Regions from separate parts of the Athene noctua genome. Here region 1 is linked to region 2. A link is a contact called in public Hi-C data. All regions are on one chromosome and are shown on one strand. The core of a region is the stretch at or near the end of the contact, and the rest is flanking DNA. Distances in the headings are between cores, read along the strand shown. Region 1 holds the start of MRPL53 (mitochondrial ribosomal protein L53). Region 2 holds the start of SNX16 (sorting nexin 16).

Region 1 (2,700 bases), core at 159-2,658, 240 kb before region 2:
ATTAAATAGGAAAAATTCCTATTTAAATCAGACATTTATTTGTTATGATGGAGTCTTTCAAAAGATATCTCACAGAAATGTATTTTTTCCCATAAAGGAAGACTATGATATATATTTTTTAAAAAGAATAAAAATATTAAAACTACATTGACTCCTCCGTGTTTAGTTTTGCTACTTAGTTTCTCTTGGCTAAATCTCAACGAAGAGCATGATTTTTCCCAAGGACTATGTGATTTTTTTTAAAAAAAAGAGAACTTCCAATAAAGAAAGATAAGCTTCTGAGAAACGGTTACCCATTACAAGGGATGATAGATATTTAATGCAGCTCCTGTAGATCAGAAGCATGGGTCTGGATTGACTATTCCATAGAGATTCACAACGTGGGTTGAAATGCCATTGCTACTGGGTTTATTCCCCCCGCCCCCCCCTAACCCTCGCTAGGATCCGGGTGCTGTTGAGCAGCAGGGAGCCAGGAGGCCGCTGCAGACATTTATCAGGGAGGGTTCTGCCATCTAGTGGAAAATACACAGCTGGCACCAACCACACCAACATCCAAAAACCTTTGTTTAAAGGCTAGCTGTGGTCTGCTGTATCTAACCTGCCAGAAAAAAAACAAAAAACAGCAAAAAAAACCAAACCCCAAAACACAACATATTCACTTCCAGTAGTATTGCCTCCTACAAGTCGCTCTTCTGCTTGTTGTATAGCAAAATATTGCCTCTAATTTATCCTTGGCCGTATTGGCTATTCCTCATTCATCCTCATTAATATCCATTCATCCTCATTAATATCCGTCTATTTAGTTGTATTAAATAAACTACTTCTGGAAGACATCAAAAGCTGTCACATCATAGGGATAGATTTGACATAAAGAAAACAAATCCAACCTTGCTTCTTAAGTTTATGGGTACTATATACTATAGCTTCCCATAGGCATTACCCCATGCCCTCTGTCTCCTGCATTCAAGTCCTAACGGCTCAAGGGCCTTCTGCTTCGGATCCCAGAGGAGGTCTTTTATGTCAAAAGTGTGCCTTTTTTTTTTCTGCCATCTGCAACTACTGAGTCAGTGGAGGAGCTGGGACAGGTTGGTCAGTCGGCCCCGCTCCCTCCCTCAGCCATAACTGAGCCCGCCCCGAGCGCCTCGGGTTGTTAAACGAGGTTCGTAGGGCAGGCAGCAGTCATCCCACCGGGGGTAGAGGCAGGGCACACCGGGCCGCGGGCGCCACGCCGCCGTGCCCGTGGCCTTCCACGGCCACGGAAAACGGGCCGCTGGGCCGCCACGAGGGGCGCGCCCGAGGGGGAGGCCGCGGCGGACTACATTTCCCAGGTGCCTGCGGGGGGGGGGCGGGGCGCCCGCCTCCATTTCCCGCCTCTGCGAGAGGGCTGCTGGGAGCTGTAGTTGGGGAGGGCAGAAAGAAGATGGCCTCCAAGATTCATGTGGTGCTGCGGCCGGTGAAGAGTATCGTCGTCCGCTTCTGCCCTTTCGAGTCCAACGTGGAGAGCACGAGGTGAGGGAGCTGCGGGGGCAGCCCTGGCCCCGCTCTGGCCGTCGGGGCCGCGCCCGGCGAGGAGGCCTTGGCCGGGCTCCCCTAGCTGTAACCCCCCCAAGCGCCCTTCCTGTGCCCAGGGCGTGGGTTCTGTACGTTTCACGGCAGATGTGAGGGCTGGACTTGTTGCCTTTAATTTTATTTATTTGGGGGTGTAGAGGCTGGGGTTACACGCGTCCGCAGTGCGGCCTGTGCCCCAGGCCCTGCCGCAAGCCCAGGCATGGTGAGAGGCGCAGGCCCGCGCCCCTCTGCCCGCGGAGGAGCAGGGAGAGCGGCGCCTCCCAGCCGGCGGCTGCCCCGGTCGCAGCAGCGACAGATGCAGAACGAAGCCGTTAAAACTGCTGTGACTGTAGCGCCCTGTGATTTGCTGTCACTGTAGCCAGCAAAAGTAAAAAGATGCCCTGGAAGCAAATCACGAGGGAAATGGCAGCACCTGTTGTTCCCTCTCTAGACAAGAACCTTCTTTTCCCAAACTTCCGCATCGGCTGTACTTTAACTTTCATGATCTTGGTCTTTGACGGCTTGCATTTATCAGGGCTTTGTAGCTTAGTCTAGGCAGAACCTTGACGTTTTGGAGTGAGATGATAGTGTTTGTCATAAGGGTTCGGTTCATGTATGCGTTACCAGGATGCGCACAGCATTCATTCTGTGCTGATTTTTGGAGGATCTCTGTATCTCAGGCGTAGACCCTTGCCTCTAGGCATGTGCATTTAGCTTTACCAAACTACCCAGCGAGGTACCCCTTTCGGTTGCAGAGCCTGTAGGTGGGGATCTGTAATCACTAGTCCAAATGCTGGTGATGGGGGAGAGAGGGGGCAGCAGCTGCTGCTCAGTCTTGGTAATTAACTGTTGGAGAAATCTTGAGTGATGCAAGTTCTGCACCAAACAATTGTAAAATGTCAGTTTTCAGTAGCTTTACGGACACATCTATTTTTGAAATGAACTTAGTAGCACAACTTAACTTAGTCTTTAAGCCACCAGAATGTCAAGTAGCTGTCATGCCTTTCAGAAATTTACAGGAGACTGATTTATTAAATAAATAAATAATGTCTTAAACCCAAACAGTGAAACGTTGGCAAGCAAACAGAATATAAAGAAAAATGAAAATTACTGTTGGTTTGGTTTGGGTTTTTTACTAATCCAGCTGAGAGA
Region 2 (2,700 bases), core at 180-2,679:
TAGGATAGAGTCCCTGGAACCCTACCATCACATGCTACACAACAGCATGACACCAATTTACCCCACTGGGCGTTTACAACAGCCACCTCCCTTTTTGCGGGCAAAGTAAATAGGCTATAATAAAACCACTTAAAAAGGGTTTGCCTCCAGCTTGCAGCTATCGCAATTCCAAACCCTTTTAAGCTAATGGTTTGTACGTTCAGTGAGAAACACGCAAACCACAGGATTCAAGAATAATAGATTAGAAACAAAACAATCCTTACTTAAAAGTTCTAATTGGATTTAGAAGACTTTTAGCTATGCAGTACTATTTGTGATCTGGTTACATACATTATATTTCTGCTTGGACAACCCAGTCAGGCTGGCCTCTGTTGTTTAGGATTTAAGTGCTACCATGGAATGTCCGCTGAAGAACTAGTGGAATATTTAAAGAGACAACTTGCCGAGTTAGGTTTTGTAACTTTTTTTCAAAAGAATAATTTTGTGTCGACTTCGATCAAGTTACTTAACATCTTCCTCTCCTCATGAACTCAAAATCGGGGCCTATTTTATCACACCTCGCACACACAGAGATGAGGGCAATTCCTGCCCCAGCCTGTTACCGAATTAGAAACAACTGAAGGTAACTGCCCCCCTCCCAATTCCACAGCAGGATGTGCTCACGCTGCCTACCTTTGTGTGACTTAATGGTTCCGAAACGGACGAAGACCAAACAGAACCCGCCGTTACCTTTCCGTCACCCGCCAGCGGCCGACACAGCCCCAAAGCGGAGGGAACGCGCGGAGGGAAAGCGGCCGGTGGCAGCCGCCCGCGCTCGGCACCGCCACGGCGGGGACGCGGCTCCCGCCTCCCGGCGGCCGCGCTCGCCGAGGGCCGCTCGCGCCGCTTTACGTAACTTGGGGAGCGGCGGTGCCGGAGGGACCGGGCTGGCGCAGCTGCACGGCCTGGCAAGCCCTGCCCGGCCGCCAGCCTTCGGGAACCGGCTAAGGCACCGCCCCCGAAGTGCGGCGCCGCTCCTCACCCCCGCCCTGCGGAAGGGGGGTCCCGTCCCCGCCGTCCCGCCCGCGCGGGACCGGGACCGGCCCCAGCCGCGCCGCAGCCCACGCGCCGGCACAACCGGCGCCCCCTACCGGCGGGGACCGGCGCGGCCGCCTCCGTACAGGTGCGCCGGGGCTGCGGCGGCTGCGCCACCGCCCGGCGCGGGGTGGGACAGGCCAGGGCCGACCCAGCCCGAGCTCCCCGCCGCCCGCCTCCCCATTCCCGGCGACGGCGCCTCCTGCCCCGCTCGCCCCCTCCCTCCCTCCCGCCGGGCGCGCAGCAAAGGGCGGGCGAGCGCCCCCACTCACCTGCTCGCCGCCGCGCTCCCCCTCCCTCTGCCGCGCCACCGCCGGGGCCGCCCCTCCCCCCCGGCCGGCCCGGCCCCGCCCCCCGCGCGCGGCGCCCCGGGCTGGGAGGGGTGGGCGGGGCGGCGGGCCGGTACCTGCGGCGCGTGGCGGGCGGGGGCCGCGCGCAGGGGGCGGGGCCGTCGCCGCCGCCTGCGCTGCCCGGCAGGCGGCGCGAGCTCGCTCTGTCGCGCGCCGGCCGCGGTGCACCTTGGGCGCTGTAGTGCCTTGGCCCGGCGGCGGCTGAGGGGAGCGCGGGAAGCGCCCTGAGGGCTCTCGGGCGGCCGCCGCCCCAGCGGTGTGCGCGGGCTGCCCGCCGGGGTGGCCCCAGGGTCTCCAGCTTCCGGGCAGCGGGGGGGGGCCTCCCGCGCCCCCGGCAGCGTCAGGCTGCCCCTCGGCCAGGTGGGCCCGCGGCGCCCTCGCCGCGAAGGGGTGGAAGGAGCGGAGCGGGAAGGTGGCCGCGGGCAGGCAGGGAGGGGCGGCGGGTCCTCGCATTCCTGGGTCCCGGGGACGAAAACCCCAGGGGCAGTGTGGGGCGTTAACGTCATCTCACGGGGCACCACCATAAAGCCGTGCTGTACCGCGAGGTGTTTTCATATGGCAGCGTAAGGGGCATGGTGGAGTGCCACGTGAGACTTCACGGGTGGAAGCGATAAGTGAATTTGCTGGAGGGGAGTGGCAGGGAGGAAATCACTGTTCTTAAATAGTGGTGGATATAAAACAGTATCTCACTATCTCATAGTGAACTAGGTATGTTTTAAACAGGTGATTCGCGGAAAAAAAAAAAGACTCTACAACTCGAATAGAGTTATAAAGCAGGTATGTTGACTCCGGCGCCGGGGTGCAAGGGGATTTCTCCACAAAGCTTGCACACCCGTCGCACATTTTACCAAAAACTTACAGAGTGTGGATATCCATATTCGTTGAATTACATAACACAAGCATACATATGCATGAGTAAGGCTGGGTTAGTTAGAAAGGCTGATGAAAACAGTTTATGTCATCGTTGCACCTGCACATTGCTTCCTGGTGGTCATCCTCGGGGGTCTTTGGGAGGAAGGCTCGTAGTCTTTCTCACTTTGTTTTTTTTCCCGGAGCATGCACAGGTTCTCTTGGCCAATTTCTTGAATAACGAGAGTGTTTTTCAGACGGTTTACTTTCTATCTTATCTAAGAGAACCAATAGAACTTCTACCATTTGTATAGGGCTATCTTTACTCATTAGCAAAATTCCAACTAGTTAGAGCCATCTGTTACTCAAGGACAAAAGTATAATATTTTGCTGAACATTGTAATCCTTGGTAGATTTTCACAGTGAA

The links. A called contact is a pair of places that touch in the nucleus more often than the background predicts.
Region 1: a Hi-C map of heart shows a contact between it and region 2, with 5 times the contacts expected there. The contact joins the promoter of MRPL53 here to the promoter of SNX16 in region 2. A contact is called at or near these places in 2 of 2 Hi-C or Micro-C datasets (heart and liver).

Annotation. Positions count from the first base shown.
Region 1 is chr2:32,081,327-32,084,026 of bAthNoc1.hap1.1, reverse strand. It overlaps MRPL53 (mitochondrial ribosomal protein L53), which reads left to right and starts at 1,408. Exons shown (of 3, transcript XM_074897664.1): 1 at 1,408-1,509. The coding sequence starts at 1,421.
Region 2 is chr2:31,846,025-31,848,724 of bAthNoc1.hap1.1, reverse strand. SNX16 (sorting nexin 16) reads right to left here and starts at 1,429. Exons shown (of 8, transcript XM_074898783.1): 1 at 1,347-1,429.